2 separate regions of the Anas platyrhynchos genome follow, and region 1 is linked to region 2. A link is a contact called in public Hi-C data. All regions are on one chromosome and are shown on one strand. The core of a region is the stretch at or near the end of the contact, and the rest is flanking DNA. Distances in the headings are between cores, read along the strand shown.

The links. Hi-C and Micro-C count contacts between places; a contact is called where the count stands out from the background.
Region 1: a Hi-C map of subcutaneous adipose tissue shows a contact between it and region 2, with 2.6 times the contacts expected there. The contact joins two enhancer-like sites. A contact is called at or near these places in 2 of 8 Hi-C or Micro-C datasets (skeletal muscle and subcutaneous adipose tissue).

The regions. Positions count from the first base shown.
Region 1 is chr5:37,686,000-37,690,140 of IASCAAS_PekinDuck_T2T, reverse strand. All of the region lies in intron 8 of RAD51B (RAD51 paralog B), which reads left to right. Among named protein-coding and RNA genes, the nearest start is that of TMEM229B, 180 kb to the left of the region's middle. Within about 2 kb of position 2,335, at least 2 of the 8 cell types and tissues checked have an H3K27ac peak or open chromatin away from gene starts, as enhancers often do. A contact at or near this core is called in subcutaneous adipose tissue, where this site is marked.
Region 2 is chr5:37,549,120-37,553,541 of IASCAAS_PekinDuck_T2T, reverse strand. All of the region lies in intron 11 of RAD51B (RAD51 paralog B), which reads left to right. Among named protein-coding and RNA genes, the nearest start is that of ZFP36L1, 150 kb to the right of the region's middle. Within about 2 kb of position 1,696, at least 5 of the 8 cell types and tissues checked have an H3K27ac peak or open chromatin away from gene starts, as enhancers often do. A contact at or near this core is called in subcutaneous adipose tissue, where this site is marked.

The sequences.
Region 1 (4,141 bases), core at 1,086-3,585, 140 kb before region 2:
TGGCAGGGACTGCAGGGAGTTGTAGAACCCTGTAAGTCCTGTGTGTGTGTACATGGATACAAGCACTAGCAGGGAGAAGACATGGGCTTGTGCTTTGCTGAACTTGGTCATCTTGGAAGAAGAGAAATTGCCTGCTGGGGTTCTGTGGAACAGCCTGCAAGGGAGGTGGGAGCCAAGAAAGTAGGGCGGGATTTGTGGTTCTAGATCCTCTGTGCTAGTCAAAATCACTTCATAATTTGAGGTGCTGATAACTGCCAGGAGTTCTTATGTTATAAATTCAGCCTTCCTTAAAGTCTCTAAGGAAACTCTTTCATCAGGGTCAGCTGTTAAAGAGGAGGTAAAGGCCCAGTTTAACTATATTCACTACCACTGTTTTCTCACTGTTTTTTGTTTTTCTCCCCCCTCCCTGCACATGGCTTGATAGTGCTCATGAGCACTGAGTAAGAATATCTTTAGGATTGGCCACATTGACCAGTGTTATGAATGAAGAGTTGTGTGCTCTAAGACACCCACTGATACTTCCAATCTGCTTTTAAGCCTGATTTTCTCCACCTTTTAAGAGCTGTAAAGAGGGAGACTGCACCGGGTGTAGGAGTCTGTATTTTGAATCTGTGTAAGATGATGAGCCTTGGCAATTTCAAATGCAATTGTAAAGAGATTTGCTGAATAAACAGCACAACTGTAATTCAGTTTAACCCATGTGAAGGACACAAGGAAGAAGTAAAGAAAGATGGGGCAAGGAAAAGGCTTTGTTTTCCTAAGTTTAAATCAGGAGTCTAATCTTATCAGTGACTGTTTACTTCGCTCAGCCAAAACACAATAAACTATAATCATTCCGATCGCTGCTTATTGCCAGGTGACGGGGACACAGAAATTGCTATCACCTAGTTGCCCTTTCATATTCATGTGATGGGAGTTGGAGATCTTGGACCTTACTAGCTTGGTGAAAGTTGCAAACGCCGTCGTTTACTCAGCACTTGAAGACATGATGTTTGCGGACAATGAACTCAGCCAGAGGTAGTTTGGCAGCCCTGTGATAAGGGAGCATGGAAAAGATTATTTTGCCCTGTCCCTTCAATAATTAATCTCTGTACTGAAGCTCTCATTGTTTAAAGCTATAGCAATAGCAGCATTTGGAAACAATACATTTTGTTTAAAACTAGACAGACTGCCATGGGATAAGGTGTGTGTATGCGTACGTAAATGTTTTCAACATTCAAATGCGTATTGCAAAATAGATAAATACACAACAGATAAATGAAGGGGGTTTTAAGTAAGAACTCTCACTACTGCAAACATATTACTGTAGCAAAGGAGACCTTTCTTTTTTAATTAAGGGACAGCAAATACTTTCCAGCTGTATTTACTTGTGCCTGTGTTTTGCTTTGTTTCACCCACGTTTTCCCAGTAGAGTGAGTAGCTGAATGTCAGCCCTCAGAACCGTTGACTTTGTTCACCTCTTTCTCTTCCCTTTAAATAACACAATGCTCCACAGCATCGTAGCTGTTTAAGATACAGAAACTTTAAAATCTACCAACTCTTCAGTGCCAGGCTTCTTTCAAAGCATTAATGCTTTAAAATTAGTATCCTACTGCTATATGATTTGCATGGATGAGCAACTAGAATGGCAACTAGCATCCTTGCTTTCTGTTATTGTCCAAGCTGGGCCTTACTTCACCTCCAGAAGGTGTGGGAGTGAGGTAGCAGCAGCTTCCTTTGTTTTATTTCTTGTAAGCTAGGCAATGGAGGCTGGTGCAAGGCCCCTCTTTACTGCAGAAAAAGTCTTCCTCGTTTATTGTAATTACATGCTGTTTTCCTCCACACCAGGTCAGTAGTTCAGGTAGACATGGGTTTGCTTTGCTTCCACTTTGAACCTGAGCAGAGGCACTGTGTGGTAGCTTGGTCCTGGCATGGTGCTGATGCAGTTTCCCTTCTGCCTGGACCACAGCAAGGCTGTTTGCCTGCCAAAGGTCATAAAACTGTACCTGTAGGTCTCTCAGACTGCATGTAGTATCAAAGACCGATAGTCCTTCTGTCTGTCTGTCTATTGCTATCATCGCAACACTGAGAGAGAAATAACAAAGCATCCTAGTACTGTTGGCCTGTGGAAAGCCCCAACTTTCCAAACGCAACCCTTGCTTCACAGCAGTTTTACTTAGAGCAGTTTTCTCACAGCCTTTAAACCTCTTCATGTTGATTAATCATTTTCATGTCCTGACTCATTCAATCTTAAGGAAATAGCTTCAGGTTCTGGCTGCGTTGGGCTGTAGATCAGGCAGGCTGGATAATAAATAGGCTTGTTGTTGATGTGTAGAGGGAGGGAAGCACTGCCAGGAGTGTCTAAGCATGCCGTGCTGAGATGTTGGCAGACTGTTGCCAGGGGCTGCTGTGGATCAGCCATGTATTCAAAACAGGATGTTAATTGAAAAGCCTTTTTATATGTATTATGAAATGTTTGTTTGTTTTCACATTTTTCAGGCCCTGCAAGATGTATTCATTATTAGGTTACTCCATTTACTCTTACTTTAATGACTCCACTTAAAGAAAGGTGCATAATGCGCAAGTTACATAGCTACATCACCTCAGGCTGTGATTTTTGTCACAATTCACGAGGTAAGTAAGGTTGAGGCTGGTCAGTAAATGGATCGGCAACCCCCCTAATCCGATGGTTGTGTGTGTGGGTAACACCACATGCTTCGGCAGCAGTTGTTGGCAGTTTGGTTATAGACATGCTTCCCTCTGAGTCAGTGTCTCCCAGGGTAAAAGATTACTGCTGGAAAGGGCACGTGATATCAACGAGATGCAAAACCAGGATTTCAACATCTTATACTCTCTAAAGCACTCATTTTTTTTCTTCCTCTCTCTCTTTTTTTTTTTTTTTTTTTTTAAATATCTGTGTGTTCCAGGTAAGTTCCAAAAGAATGCCTTCATTTTCTTTTGTGAAATTTGACTTGGCAGAAGGATTTTTGCATTCCCATTCATACACGTAGTTACTGCATTGTATTGTACATTCTACTTAAAAACACATTCTTAGTGACAGTGATGCATGCAATTCACTGGGGGAATGAATTTCTTGACAGTATGTGGTAGGATACAGCAGAATGTAATTTATCAGTATATGAAAAATTATGCAATAGATTTGATATATATATATTCTCTATATATTTTCAAATGCACTGTGTGTTAGCATTTCTGATACTCCCATCTCCATGAAGATCTCTTAGTTTATTCATTCTCATATATATACATAAAAGATCTTAAGAGAAGAGTGTTTTTTTTTCTGGACTTAGAAGGTGGTAGCTCCAGTATGGCCAAATCATAAAGAAAGTGGGGAAATGGCGATTTTTCTTCCTAGTGTGTTACAGAATATTTTACTGGACTATGAAATGGACAGTTGGTTTGGATTTCCTTTTTTCTTGCTTCTGGTGATCTCTTAACAGACAGTTGAAACGAGTACCGTGTCAAAGGTGACTTTGTTCTTACCTTATAGGAAGGAGTCTGTCTTGTAACTTTTGCCACTATCAAATCCAAGATAGTTAATATTGTAAATCACTGGGGCAGTCCAGCAATGATACAGCTCCGAGATATCACCTGCTTGACCTCTCATTTAATGCCCCATCTGGGTGTGTTTCCTTCAAAAAACCGAAGTCCCAAATGTGATCAAATACAGGTCACAGAACAAATTATCAAATGCTAGGGTGTGGCCTTGGTAGTGCACTTTGCTTCATAGATGATCTAGTTTCAGAGCAAAAGTGCCTTATTATCCCCTTTATTGAAAGGGACAAGAATTATGAGACCAGGACACTGCAAGGAAAAACATTCTTTATGGGAATTCCTATGGGAAAATACCCTATGGGTGGAGAGAAAAAAAAAAAAACTCAGCACATCAGAATGCAACAATACAGGCTGGAAGAAGTGCTAGTTGGCTTCCATCTATTACACAGACAGGGAAATTAGCTTACCGTAAAAACTAAAATATCTGCATAAATTCTTAATGTAACAACTGCATTTACATACGCAGCAAAAGATAACAAAATTCAGAAGCAGAAAAAATATTGAGTTTGTACAGGATGACCTTCCATTTTTGGTACAGAAAACACAACTCTCTGAAACCAGATCTACTAAAAACATCTTTTTCTAA
Region 2 (4,422 bases), core at 447-2,946:
GCCAACTGAAAGCCAACTTCTGTGTTAGTTCTGCTGCTCATCTAACCCCACAGGACATCGACTAAAGGAAGTTACAAATCTGTACGGAGCTGCACTTTGTGGTTGGTTGACTACATCTACAAATTCTCCTGCACTTGTCATACTGAGAAGTCCTCTCTCTGGGTTTCAGGCAGTCTACTAACATCTACAGGAACTTTCTTTTCTTCTCTACTCAGCCATCTATTTTCACTCAATTTCTGTGACCTCACAGATGTTTGAGGACCCCTGCTATTTTCCAGACTTGGCTGAAAGCAATCAATGGCTGAAAAGGTTATATAGACTGGGATACAGAATGTGATTGCAAAAGCGTTGTCTGTGTAGAAAACCAGACTACAAAAGAACATGATAAACAGCATTAGGAGGAAGGTGACACAGCTGTATTGTTTGACTCTGCTGACTGCAAACATGATTTTAACATTTCTTCTTTCAAGCAGTGCCTAGAAGTCCTACTTGCTTCTATTCAACAGGATGTTGCAACTTGAACCTGTTTGTTTTAGTTGAGCTGACAAAAGACTAGACTTATAAATGGAGATCTAACTCTTGTTATCTTAGTACCAGTACATGCAGAAGAGCTCATAAGGACCTGTTAAACTGATTCTGGCCATTAGAAATGTTATATACGTCCCTGGTTCCATAGCTGACAGTGCCCCATGGGACATAGGGCATTATTTTTGGATAGCTAGCTAAAGGCATCTTCGTCTTATTTACTGCTGTTTCCTCTGGCATGACTCCATTGATATATAATTGGAAGAACAACGAAGAATTGAGCTGCTGAGCCTGCTTTTTCTGACAGCCAGAGTACCTACAGAACTTTGTGCTGTTGTTGGTTGTTTGGTAATAGCATCTGTGACCCCTATTCAGTATCCAGAGCCCCACAATGTAAGGCACTGCTTACACACAAAGAATAGAAAGATATCCCATGCTCTTTCTGACTTCAAATGTGGTTTATGGTTCATCCAGTAACTAAGTATGTCAAACAACACCAAAACTCATGGCCAACAAAATCATAAACTATTCGAAAACAAACTCAGCTTAAAGAGACCACATGAATCACCGTGTAAATGTTGTTCAGTTGTACACTGGAAACATTTCTGACTTCTGATTGGCATGTTGATAAATTCCTACAACCAACATCATGTGACAAATGGGCTAACCCAATATCCAGTGTTTCCTAAGTGGTCATAAATGGGATCACACTTCTTTATGAGCTCTCAGAAAGGGAAAATAGATTTTAAATTGCAGTATTGGCAAATAGAAAGGGCAGAAGGGGAAAACCAAGAACATCTCTAGTTGCAATAAGTGCCCAAAACCATAGAATGAATACCAGTGCTTTATAAAAGACTGCTGCAAACAATTTGAGCTGCCCATTTTTCTTACAGAATTTTCTAGCCATAAGCCATTCACTGTAGTTGAACAGTGACCACCAGTCCTTGCCAGCCAAAGAGAAAAAGGGGGAAAAAAAACTTTGTGCTTAAGTTGTTGTGGTCCTTTTTGGGCTTGCAGGAGTTTTGCAAATCAGGGTTCACAATCATTCAGTCATTCATTCTGTATTCAGCAGTGTCCTTGACCATACCCCCTGCCAGTAACAGGACCTTTAAGTCCAAGAGAGAAGAGAAACAACTTTTTTTTTTTTTTTAAACCAACTAGCAGAGGATGTGCTGAGCCAAAATAGAAATAGCAAGGTCAGGTCAGGGCAAGGCCCTGCATTTCATTAGCCAGGCCTGGCTAGGAGTGATTAAATATGTACAAGAGGCTTTGAATAGATCCAGGCAGGGAGGATGACATTGTGGAATACAGAAAAATCATTCTTTGGTGCTGTCAACTGACTAAATACAGGATGGTACTTAATTAGAGAGATAAAAGGAATTTATTTTAATTATTTTAATTTTGCAGAAGAGAGAGATTTTATTTTATTTTTCTGCTGAGTGTTTTGTAAAAAGGGGGAGAAGAGGATCTGGTCAAAAAGCCTGGCTTAACAGAATCCAGACAGCCTCGAGGTACATGTTGACCTAGCCTGCAGTTCTCATGAATGCAACTTGATCGAGACCCAGTAAAAAGAACAAAATTACACTGGCAATGGAATCAAGGCCCTGTTACATTTTGGAGGTGCTCTGGGTAGAAACTGATGACCTTCTGAGCACATCAGACTGCCTGTTTCATTAGACATGTTAGAGAGAATTTGAAAAGAATGGAGCTTTGAAGCAGAATAAAGTACTGTGTCAAGTGGTGCTTCGGCTGCCCAGCTTGAATTTGCTATTGGGATTGCCTGACTTAACTGACGTTTTATAGCTGTATTGTAATTCTTGTATGACAATTGCATTGTTGCATAGGCACCTAGGCACTGAATGCACACTGTTTGCAGTCCTTTTCCATAGAAACTAGCTGCCCAGCTGGTAGAAATGACAATGCATTTACATTTGTCCAGAGCACTAACAATAATGTCTTTGCAGAACTTCCAAGGGCTCTTTTCTTAAACCAGCTGTAGGAATTTGGATCTCAACTTTATACCTCTTCTGGGAGATGATTGCTCCAAATGTCATGGCACTCTTTCCTCTTGTGTTGGACAGTCGGCTCAAAACCAGCTAGGAATTTCTGTATGCTCACTTTTGCATGAATCTAACTTAAAACCCATGAAAGACTAGATGCAGTTATATTTAAGGAATTTCTTTGTCTGGACACCAGTGTATTCACAGACTGGTATAAAGATAATTGTATTTGAATCAGTATTTGTACACTGGTTCTCATTAGCTAAATACTGCATTTTTCCTCCTGGTCTGGTGTATCTTAACTACATAGGAATTATTTTCCTGGTCACTGCCAGATCTTCATTGCCCTGTTATAGTAAATAAAGCTTATAAAAAATCTTTTGGCCTTCTGAAACTTTAGACAGTGGAGCTGACATTATTGGTTTGATTTATATGTTTTCTTGCTTAGATGTCAGATTGACAGCCCTGGGAACAGAAATACTCAGATATTGCCCAAACACGCAGCATACTGCAAACTTTGCCAACCTTTCACAGCGATAGTATCTTGATCCTTGAGCGTGAGAGCATATCTAAGCCTTCAGAGGGCATTCAGTGCTGAACCCGATAGGGCCTAAGAAGTACTTTTTGTTAGATCTCATCATGATTCACGAAGGTAAACAATGACCGTGAGGTTCTTTTGTATAAAGCAATTGAACAGCCAGCCTGCCAGCAATAGCTTGGAGTTGGAATTAATGAGAGCTACATTTCAAGCTATGGTAACTTTATCCTAAATGATTGCAGATCCTATTTTCAATCCCATGAATGAACACTTGCCCCTGGTTGTTATATCTAGGCTAGTTGTTCCACTACCAGTAATGATCGTTGGTTGTGGGCCTGGAAGTTTAGGTTGCACATTCTTGGGGATTTCTAAACTAGCACTAGTGTAAATTTAGTCTCTGAGGCTTGGGTAGAAGCAGTATTTGTCAATATATGGTTGCTGAATCAACATTGCTGTTACCATGTACCCATCACAGCAAGTTCTAACTGCTGACTGATTGTGAAACTTCTCGTTCTTTCTCTGACCCTTCCCACATCTGCTCCTCTTCTCCTTTAGAGGTTTTCCCTCTCCTGTGTCTCTAATACGTTCCCATCCCTTCATCTTCTCTCCATCCACTCCTTTTCCATTCTTTACTCCCTTCTTTTGTTAATTACAGTCCTTTTGCCTGTCCCCATTCCTGTTTCTCTCTGCTTTCTCACATTGCATTTTTTCCTTCATCCGTCCCCATTTTTTTCTCATTTATTCATCTTCCCACTGCGTCCTATCTCCCTCTTCTCATTGGCACATGGAATAAACAGTGCAGCTACGATGAGACAGCTGCTATTTACCAGCACCGTATTAGGCTATCCTGCTTCATTCCTCTTTCTTGTCCTCATAGTTGCTTGTTACCAGTTGCCTTAACGGTGACGTAATTAATATACCCAATTTTATTTTTTTCCTTTTCATTAGAAAGAGAAGGAGGGGAGGAATAGGGATATACTTATTTGTTCTTTTCTCTTCCCCTGAAGCCAAGGCAGTTTGACTGTGGCTTTTTTTCTGTGCCTAAGAAGGGGTAGAGGCCCTGCCTTGAAAAACTTGGCTTTTTCCTCCCTTGAGGTTTTCTTCCAGGCCCTTTTTTAAGTGAATGGAGAGGAGCGATTTTCTTGTATCGCCAGCATTCTTTTCTTTCCCTCCTCCCCTCGGCACAGTCACGTCCTAATTAATTGAATTCCCTACTAGACCTTTTGTGAGTCATTTCAATTACCCATTAGTGAAGCAGCCTGGGATTTCTGCTGTTTTCACTCATCTTCCTGGAATTTCTCTTCCCCTCCCTCCCCCCCTTCCCCTTTTAGTCACTCTGGTCTGTGAAAAGCATTAGAT